Regions from separate parts of the Mus musculus genome. Here regions 2 and 3 are each linked to region 1. The links are chromatin contacts, called in public promoter capture Hi-C maps. All regions are on one chromosome and are shown on one strand. Each heading gives the region's core, a stretch centred on a gene start, on an enhancer-like site or on the middle of the called end of the contact. The rest is flanking DNA. Distances are from core to core; before and after follow the strand shown. Region 1 holds the start of Atp2a3 (ATPase, Ca++ transporting, ubiquitous). Region 2 holds the start of Smg6 (Smg-6 homolog, nonsense mediated mRNA decay factor (C. elegans)). Region 3 overlaps Rap1gap2 (RAP1 GTPase activating protein 2).

Region 1 (3,303 bases), core at 286-2,785:
CCCCTGTCTTTCTTCAGAAAAAGGGCACCCTTACTGCCAAGTCATTAATGGGGGATATTAAATAATATTTATCTCCTAGTTCCTCCCACAGCTCAACTAAATATAGCAACTAATTTTTTTTGAAAAAGGATTTCTGCTCCAGAAAGATAATATTTACATAAGAGGTGGTTTTCATAAACCAATACAAACCCAAAGCATCCCTTCTGACAGCTCTTCCTACTTCCCAGACTGCCTGGAGCAGAGGGACACCCAGGCCAGAGCATGGTTCCTCTGGTACCTGGCAACTCTCAAGGGTGAGGGGCTCTCCAAAAAGATAGAAGTTTGGAGTGGTTGGGCTCTCTCTCTCTCTCTCTCTCTCTCTCTCTCTCTCTCTCTCTCTCTCTCTCTCTCTCTCTCTCTTCCTCCCTCCCTCCCTCCCTCTCTCCCCCTCCCCCCTTTCCTTCAAGCTTACAGGTGCTGTGGCCCTGAGCCAGGAGTGACAGGAGGACATTGCAGGGAACCTCTGATGTCCACACTACACGCTCCTAACAATGTGTGGGGCTCATCTAGACGGGGTCTACTGGCACTGGCCAGGCAAGACTTTGGACAGGAAGGAGAATCCCATGCTCCTTGACAGAGGGGAGGAAGCCATGCCTCTAGTAAACTGAAAGAGTACGTGGGCTACCTCGGTCCCCAGAGATGGGGCAGGCACCATTCCAGATCACCAGCTGGGGAAAAGACTCCTCCAGACCTCCGACCTGCCCCTCCAAGAAGGTGGGTCTTTGCCTCAGCAGTTCAAACCCACATCAACTCCCGGCAGCCACATCCGCTTGGGGTTGCAGAAAGAGGAAGACCTGGGACTGGGGTTAAGAGCACCAAAGCTGACAGCTGACAGGCTGCACCGTCTTGGGCGCCTTAGTGAACCTTCCGGGGAGACATCGGAACCCCCTGATAGGTTGGGCCTCGGAGTCGCTGGCTAGAGGGCCTCAAGCGTCTGCACTTGCAGGGTGTCCGCAGATCGCACAGCAGGTGCGGGCATCCAGTAAGGCTCTGGGATAAAATGGGCTAAGGATTGCAGGGGTGCATCGAGATGGGGAGTGGAGAGCCAAATCCTGCCTCCTCTTCCCCCGAAGGAGACCGGGAGGCCCCACCAGGTGCCCCACGCGCATTTGCAGAGGCTTACTGAGCCCGGCTTCCTGCCGAGTCAGGAGGGGACAACCGGTCCCCACTGCAGGGCAGGAACCCACGCTCACCGTTGGGGCCGTAACGCTCCCGCGCGTCGGTCACCTGCTCCAGGCTCAAGCCGCCCTCGGCTGTCACCGAGAAGCGACGCAGCACGTCGGCAGCGGAGAGCAGGTGCGCCTCCTCCATGCTGCCTGCCCGGCCGTCCGCGACGTCCAGGTCGCTTCTCCTCAAGGCTACTGTGTGGAGTGCTGCGAGCTTGGGGCGGGGCGGGCCCCTCGGGAGGCCATGACCACGCTGGGACCTTCCCCGACGGCAGTGGCTATGGCAGCCCGGGCCCGCGCCAGGATGCTGTGCCCGGGGCTCCGTCCTCTGGGCGGGGCGGCGCGGGACCCGCCCTGCACCCACACCCCTTCCGGCCGCAATAGCAGCCGCCGCCCCGCCCCGCCGAGGGTGGCGGGGGACCGAGTATGCTACCCTCCTGTCCACATACTGAAGCTAGAGCCAGGGAGCCTCGAACTCGGTCTGCAAAGCTGGGGGACCTACTGCTTTCATGTCGCCGCCTCTCTGTGTCCTAGGAGCTCGAGGGTGTTTGTGGTTGTGTCCGGGGGTGTTGCAAATTGCAGTTGTCCGTTTAGTGGCACCCCACTTCCCAGCTCCACCTCTGCACAGAGTCTGGCGGGAAGCCGATGCAGTGCACTGGGGGTCTCTTGCGGAAGAAACAACCTGATGCTTTCTTTCCTCTAGTGCTGAATGTGTGCGCCTTACACGTTCCCAAAGGTCCTGCGACGAGTGTCATTCTTCATACACTCGCATCTCTAAGACCCCAAAAATGGCCCAGTGGGGAAGGAAGGTAAAAAGTACCAGGCTGTTACCTACCAGTCCAGCGTCCCCAACAGGTGAATGGTGCGGTGGGGATTCAGAGAGATCCCCGGGAACTCGAGCGAGGCAGAGGGGTTCCTTGCTTAGGGTGCCTGGCGGGGACTGACCCTGACCGAGGGAGGGACAGGGGAAACTCCCCTATATCAGCACTGTCAGGGAGTGCCAAAGGGTTGCAGGCCTGCGGAGGTGGAAGGCAGAGACCACTCACCTTCCAAAAGGGGGAGCCAAGAGAACAGCTGATCTCATCCCCACTCCTTGGCTCTTGGTTAAGTGCAGCCGCGGAATCACCAAGGCTGCCAGGGTAGTTCCTACCTTTTTGCACCTGGGTCCCAAAGCACCCGTGCACTCTGAAGCTTCCGGCCTGCCTGAGCATGGGCACCCCAGAGTCGAGTATTTTTATCCTGTTTCCACCCCTCTATGCTTTCCAAATATTGACTGGTGAGGACAGGGACAGATTGGGCCTTTTAGTGGCTTTGGAAAGGCTGTCCAGACTCTATGACATCAGCTGGGTCTCAGCTGCTGTAGGGATAAAGGAATGTTACTTTTATGGCCGTGTCTCCTTCCAGCTGACATTTTAGTTGTTTACTTGGGATTTTTCTAAGACGAGGTCTTGTTATGTAGTCCAGGCTTTCTTCAAAGTCTTGGCCATCCTCCTGCCTCAGCTTCCAGAGTGCTAGGATTACAAGTTATGCTACCATACTCTGACATTTTAAGCTTCAACTCCAACATCTCCAGGTATCTTCCTCCTTCCCTTTCCCTCTGACCAGGACAGGACACAGACAGCCTCTCTTCATTTGTAAGTTGCTAGGAAACTTGGTAGGACTCTGCTGGAGACAGAGCCACCCAGGGATACTTTCCCACTGGAGACCTCCCTCCCCGACACATGGAGATATAGACATTCAAGCAGCAATCACCCTGCACCCTCCCAAGCACACACATCCTGGGGGCTTATACCTCCTCTGCCAACCTCAGGGGACATCAGCCCTAGCCTCTCCCACTTTTCCCATCCCACAGCTGTGAGTTGGCTTTGCTAGAAGACAGCCCCAGGCCTGACTGTTTGCTTTGGCAGCCCCACCCCTTTCTCCAGACCACTCCACCCTCTCTTCAAACTCTATGAGCAGAGCAAGATGGTGGCTCCTACCTGGCAGGTGAATATACCTGTCAGCATGCCCACCTGCCTGGCTGTCCTCATCAGGACTTCTGAGTACCCCTCCAAACTTGCCCAAGTCCCACACAGTCAATTCACGTTCCCTGTCCATC
Region 2 (3,303 bases), core at 250-2,749, 2.0 Mb before region 1:
CAGCTTTTTTTTTGTAAGTATCTGTTGCTTACAGTGGAGAGACTACTAAAAATACCTACTAAACAGTTCATAAGTGACAGGAACTAGTGAGAATATTATCCAGTACTCAAGTTATATAAAATCCTAGTACAGAATTATAATGTATATACAAATGCAAACAAGCTGGTAGCCAAGTATTTATACACCTGCATCTATACCCACTTTTGTTTGGGGGATGGGGTGGGGGCGAAACTAAAATTTTAGGTTTCTGACTTGAAAGTTGGGTATGGTGGCATATGCATATAATTCCAGCACTCTGAAGGCTTCAGTCAGGAAAAGTATCCAAACTCAAGGCCAGGTTGGGTTACACAGTAAATTCAAGGCCAGTATTGGCTACAAGGTGAGACTTTGTCTCAAAAGAAAAACAAACACAAAATAAAAGATACTGCTGCCTTGGCAAAAGTTTAGCTTCTCCACCAAATGTGAACCAAGATAAAGCCGTTTAACCTCAGCACCCTGAGTAAACTTTTAAACTTAGTTTTGGGGCGGAGCCAGGAGAGGTGGTGACTACTATTTTCCAGAGGAGAGAGAGAAAACAGCCTGGTTAATCCAATTCAGTTGGCCAATAAAAACCAACCTCACAAATTCTAGCCACAATCCTAGAGAAGGTATCTTCTGTAACTGTCATCCTAAGCAACACTGGCTAATGAAGGAGACCAGACACCAAAATATTTCTCGCGCTTTTCTGATGCGAATGGAGACTGGCAAATTAAGCATTCTCTCTGATCACAACTGCTCCCACACACGCCAAGACCAAAACAAAACCGAGTCAGCTCTCTGAGGTCCTGGATCCCTCCAGTGGCCTAGCACTAGAAACCAGCCTTGGGGGGTGGGGGGGGGGGGTAAGTTCAGCAAAGGAAGTCCTAGCCTGTTAAGCCTTTCTCCTCAATTTCCCCAGCTCCTCCTCTCCGACGCGGAACGGAGGACTACGGAAAGGTACACATACACAGACTATTCTTTTGGGAACAATACGTCTCGGGGCCTCTACCGGACCCTAGCACCCAAGCCAGTTCGTGTCTCCTCCGGACTGGAACTCAGGCGCTGGCGTGAGAGGGTTAGGGCACCGGAGAACAACCACGGCGCCGCGCCGAGCAAGAGGGCGGAGGCTGAAACTCGCGCTTGGGCTCTGCCCCGAGGGCCCGAGGGAGCGGAGCGACAGCCTCGCTGTCTCCCAGGGGCCGCCGCAGGCCCGGGCGCACTGTTGGGGAAGGGGCGGGGGTTCGGAGCGCCGCGGACGGGGCGGGGAGGAGGCAGAGGAGAGGGAGGCGGGGCGGGCAGGCCCGGCCCAGCAGCTGGGCGGCGCAACTCACCTCTGCTCCCGGCCTGCGGAGCCAGAGTGGCCAGGATCCCTCGCAGTTCCGATGCGGAGATCCGCACACGCTCCAACCCCTCCGCCATCTTCGCGGCGGCTGCTACAGCTGCGGCGACTCGGCCACCGCCGCGCGCAGCCAGGAAACCACGACGGACGGGCGGCGCGCGCTCACCCACTCCCACCCTTTTCCCCGCCCCCCTCCTGCCTGCCCTCCCCAAACGACGGTGGCCGCACTGGGAGCAAAAGCATTCAGCACGTTCAACTAGGGCCTTGCCGGAGCGGGCGAATCGGCCGCGGAGACGGCGTGTGCGCGTGCGCAGAGGTGTAAAGCTAGGACGGTCCGCCGAGGCTCGGAGGTGGAGGCGCAGCGCTCTGGAGGCGAGGTGAGGCGCAGCCAGGTGTGACTCGCCCATGTCAGGTGGGCATTCGGGTCTAGGGATGCCAGTATTGCTGCGGTGACCACCGAGGACACTGCTTTTGATCTGGGGCTCGGATTGACGGAGACATCCTACAACCCGGCCTCCTCCGATCATTTTAGGCCGAAGTCTCCTTACCGTAGGCCTGGATTGTGGAGTTTAAATATCTTTTATTATTATCCCCATTACTGGTAAACGGAATCTCAGAGAGTGGAAGAAGTAAATTGCTCCGTGTATCGTTTGATTGTACCAGAGTACTAAAGTCTATGACAGTTCATCCCTAAGACTTGCTGGAGGTCGTTGTGTGGAGGTAAAAAAAGAAGGAAATTATTCGATCTGGGAATTACTGTTAGCATTGAGAATTTTTTAAAATTACTTTTTTAGTACTCAAGTCAATTCTCCCATCTTTACATCTTTAAATTTTTACTGATGCTGGTAAAAATAGCTCATTCTTATATTCACGGTACTTCAAAGGCTGTGGTGGGAGCATTGCAAGTTCAAGCCTGGGCAACATAGCACATTTGAGGCTAATCAAGGCAACATATTAGAAGACCTTGTCCCCCAAAAAGGAAGCAAAAAGTTAATTAGACTAGAAGATGGGTACTTTAAGCTCATTGACCATTAACTCCTATTAGAAACGGTGGGGTGGAGAAACTTCCTATCCAAAGACTGCCTTTCTCCAGTCTTTCCTTCTTCCCTGTCTCACACAGTCATTGACCCTTTAGACCTCAAAAAGTAATAACCAGTTATGCCTTGATCATAGTATAAAATATTTGATAGTACTCATACAGTTCCTGTTATGTGACAGATATTTCACCATCAAAAGAGAAAAATGCCGGGCGCACGCCTTTAATCCCGCACTGGGGGAGGAGGGGCCGGCAGAGGCAGGCGGATTTCTGAGTTCGAGGCCATCCTGGTCTACAAAGTGAGTTCCAGGACAGCCAGGGCTATACAGAAAAACCCTGTCTCGAAAAACCAAAAAAGAGAGAGAGAGAGAGAGAGAAAGACAATGACTGAGAAATAGTCAACAGCTCAAATGAATGGGTATAATTAATTAGAGTGGCCAGAACAAATGGCAGTTTTTGTCAAAAGATTTGAGAGGAATAGGAAATATAAAAACTGCTTTGCTGGGGCTGGCAAGATGACTCAGCGGGTAAGAGCACTGACCTGCTCAGGACCAAAGGTCCTGAGTTCAAATTCCAGAAACCACGTGGCTCACAACCATCTGTAATGAGATCTGGCGCCCTCTTCTGGTGCGTCTGGAGTGAGAGGAGTTGACTAGAGAGAGCTGGTCCTACCAGAGCAAGCAGAGTTGATCCAAAGGTCCTAAAATTCCCAGCAACCACATGAAGGCTCAGAACCTACAGCTACAGTGTACCCACATACAGTAAATAAATAAATCTTTAAAAACAAAACAAAACAAAAAAAACCTGCTTTGTGCTCCTGGCATGATAGCACATGCTGTAACTCTAGCACTTGGGAGGAAGATCAAACTTTAAGGCTGTGTTCCACCATTGAGTCCATTGAGTTTAAAGC
Region 3 (3,303 bases), core at 305-2,804, 1.6 Mb before region 1:
TGGCTAGCCTTGTACTCACAGCTGTCCTTCTGTCTTAGCCTTGTAAGCAACGAAATTACAGGTCTAGCTTTACAGTCTCACTATGTAGCTCAGGCTGGCCTTAAAATCAAGATCCTATTGTTTCTAATTTATGGACCTAGAACCCAAGGCATGGTCATGAAAGTGCTCTGCTGACAAACTACAGCCCCAGCCTCTAAATTGGACAGCTGTGAGTACAAGGCTAGCCAATCATGCTTTTTAAAAAAATTTTTTGATTGCTTTTTTTTATTAACTTGTTTTAAAAGTAATTATTATCCAATTGGCAAAAATGTTGCCTTATTGTTATTTTGAAATGTTTGTGGTAGGATCCCTCACTTCTGTAGGCCACAGCCAACCACTATGGTGACTCCCTCGGCAGGTCAGCTGTGCTGAACAGATAAGAAGGAGTTGTGCAATCAAAGTGTGTATGAGTCTTGCTCTTGTAGCCCCGTTTTCACAAGTGGCCCCTTGCAGTTGTCTCTGTCATCATCTTGCTTTTTCTGAACTTGTGCAACGGGACATGCAGCCCTGGCCCCAAGAAAGGCACACAGGGAAGTGACCTACATTCCCCCAGAGATCTATGCCATACTCTGCCTCTGTCCTTGTCTTCAGCTGACCTGAGAAGGGAGTAGAGGGCAGTTTGAGGAGGGTAAAGGGATGCCCCAGAGGAAGGAATAACTTGCTTACAGTGGAAGAGGGAGATGAGATCTGAGCTGCCTAGCTCAGCCTTCTGCCATCTCATGATGTGGGTCGGGACAGAATGCTTGGTCCGTTTACAGATTCTTCTTTAGGGGCACCCATTTCTGGGAACTTTCCGTGACTGCCCATCTCTGTGCCCTGGGAAGGAGCTTGTCTCATTGTTCAGTCCTCATTTTAAAATAACAATAGTTAATCCCAGCACTTGGGAGACAGAGGCAGGCAGATTTCTGAGTTTGAGGCCAGCCTGGTCTACAGAGTGAGTTCCAGGACAGATGAAACTCCACTGCCTCTTCCTTACCCCCTGTCCTGGGGACCCTGGGGACACAGTGGAGGGAGGGCCTGCTACTGACAGGCCTCTGGGTTGTCATCTAGTCTCAGCCAGCCAACCAGTTCCATCTACACGAACGCCTATGGGTGGGTGAGTTCCTTGGAGCTCTGCCCAAAGCTGGGGCCCTGACAAGTCTTGTCTTCTAGGATGGTCTCCCAGGAATTCCCACAGGCTCCACCAGGGATGCTGAACCTTGTGACATGTGACCCGAAGTAGGCCTCTGTGTGTGTGTGTGTGTGTGTGTACGCCTGCTAGGGAGGGATGGGGCCCATTTGGGCAGGAACTAGGAGTACTTAGCACTTGCTCTCTCCCACATCATAATTGTTCTATCATGAGCCATACATTGCTTTCAAGGCCTTAGTCTTTCATTCTGTACAATGGTTGCTGCATAAATTCTGCATTCCAGTCTCTTTCTCAGTGGCTGGTATTTGGCTGAATTAAGCTAGGTGGTTGGATCAGTGCTGGCTTATAGTGATCTCCCATAAATGGGTGTTCCCTTGGCTCTGGTCCATGCTCATCAGTGGAGGCTGTGGTGGGTGAGTGGGTGGGGGCAGGCAGACTGGGCAAGCTCACATAGTGCTTCCCTTTTCGCTTGGCTCACAATCTTTCCCAGAGAGCTGGGTGGCCTCCTTCTGCCCACCCCACAGAAGAGGAACAAAAAAGGGCAGAATAAGTGGGGGCCCCCGGAAGCTGAAAGGGACTGAGGCAGGGGGCGGAGTCACCATAGGTGGTAATTATAATGGTTCCCATAGCCTGTGCCAAGCATTTTTGTTCATCCGTAACAGTGTGAGGTTGGCAGCATCCTTCCTGTATGACAGAAAATAACTTGAGACCAGAGAGGTTAAGTGAATTGGCTGAGGTCACCTGTCTTCAGAGCTCAGCAGGGGCTAGCACATATGGCTCTAGAATGGCTCTCACCTGCCTCCAGAGCTCAGGTACTGAAATGGAGTCAGTCACACAGGAGCTTCCATTTGTCTAGCTTTTACCATGGGGATGAAAGGACTTTAGGTTTTTCTGGCCTCTCCAACATCCCTGGATCCAGATGTTCTTGAGGAATGTAGGGTACAACATCCCTGGATCCAGATGTTCTTGAGGAATGTAGGGTACAACATCCCTGGATCCAGATGTTCTTGAGGAATGTAGGATACAACATCCCTGGATCCAGATGTTCTTGAGGAATGTAGGATACTCCTGTCTCCTTCCTACCAGTGCCCCAGGCTGCTGTTGCTTCTTGGAGGGATGGCTGGGCCCTATCAGTGCCCTTTGTGACTTCCAGGAGTTGGAGACTCTGGAGACAGAGATTAGCCTGGCCTCAAGCCTGAAATCCACCCCATTGCTTTCCTAATACTCTGCAGGTGTTTGGGCCTGGACCTGTGTCCTGGAACACTTGGTACAGGTGGCCTCAAGCTTTCATGTCTCCTTGGACCTGGAGGCCTATGATAAGAGCAACTGTCAACTGTCTCTTCCCCCTGAATAGGTGTGATGGGCAGTGTTCACACATGGTGCATGTGGGTGGTGGGGTGTGCCCAAGTCTGGTGCAACTGTCACGCCAACTTTCTTTAATACATACATGAAAACATATGGATGTATGCTTCAGAGACAGCCTCACTTTCAGCTCCTGCTAACTGATGAGAAGGGAGAAGTTTGCACAAGGTATTCTGTTCTTAGTAGACTCATGTGATATCTACCTCAACCACCCTCGGGAAAACATGTAGCTCACCCTGGAGCTTTTTACCCAGTGAGGTTGCTTGGCGGCCTGCCTGAAGTCTCAGACTTGGCTAAATAAGCAGAGCTGATAGATTGGCTGTTTGTTGTCTTGCTCATTAAGGCGTTTTCTTAGGACATTCCCAGTGGTGAGACAGAGGAGGGAAGAGGAGAGGAGAAGAAAGATCCAGTTCATACTGGGTCATTGGGTTCTGACCTACCTGGATAGGAACTCAGACAATGCTCTTAAAACTTGATTCCTGTGCTGGGGAGATGACTCAGTAGGCAAAGCGCTTGCCTTGCAAACTTGAGGACCCGAGTTCAGTCTCTGGCACTGGCGATGTGCATGTGTGAAAAGCCAGGCATAATGGTGTGCATTTATATTCTTAACCCTAAGGAGATAGGAACAGGGGGATGGATACCTGGGGCTTGCTAGCCAGCACGCTTAGCATAATTGGTAAGCTTCAGGCCAATGAGAGGACAACAGTATTTCTGAGGTTGATACTCACCTTCTGACCTCCACACACATATGTTCTCTCACTAGTGTGTACACA

What was found. Promoter capture Hi-C pulls out the DNA fragments that hold promoters and counts their contacts.
Region 2: a promoter capture Hi-C map of pre-B cells shows a contact between it and region 1, with 3 times the contacts expected there. The contact joins the promoter of Smg6 here to the promoter of Atp2a3 in region 1. A contact is called at or near these places in 2 of 39 promoter capture datasets (cranial neural crest and pre-B cells) and 1 of 115 datasets of contacts at active chromatin or transcription factors (large pre-B cells).
Region 3: a contact with region 1 is called in a promoter capture Hi-C map of the HPC-7 cell line. The contact joins the enhancer-like site here to the promoter of Atp2a3 in region 1. A contact is called at or near these places in 10 of 39 promoter capture datasets (the 3T3-L1 cell line, the C10 cell line, the HPC-7 cell line and 5 more) and 1 of 9 other capture datasets (embryonic stem cells).

What each region holds. Positions count from the first base shown.
Region 1 is chr11:72,959,401-72,962,703 of GRCm38.p6, reverse strand. Atp2a3 (ATPase, Ca++ transporting, ubiquitous) reads right to left here and starts at 1,535. Exons shown (of 22, transcript NM_016745.3): 1 at 1,233-1,535. The coding sequence starts at 1,350.
Region 2 is chr11:74,924,050-74,927,352 of GRCm38.p6, reverse strand. It overlaps Smg6 (Smg-6 homolog, nonsense mediated mRNA decay factor (C. elegans)), which reads right to left and starts at 1,499. Exons shown (of 19, transcript NM_001002764.2): 1 at 1,350-1,499. The coding sequence starts at 1,437. It overlaps Srr (serine racemase), which reads left to right and starts at 1,405. Exons shown (of 9, transcript NM_013761.5): 1 at 1,405-1,734.
Region 3 is chr11:74,574,407-74,577,709 of GRCm38.p6, reverse strand. The region is part of intron 1 of Rap1gap2 (RAP1 GTPase activating protein 2); the gene reads left to right. Among named protein-coding and RNA genes, the nearest start is that of Rap1gap2, 14 kb to the left of the region's middle. Within about 2 kb of position 1,554, at least 62 of the 459 cell types and tissues checked have an H3K27ac peak or open chromatin away from gene starts, as enhancers often do. A contact at or near this core is called in the HPC-7 cell line and hippocampal neurons, where this site is marked.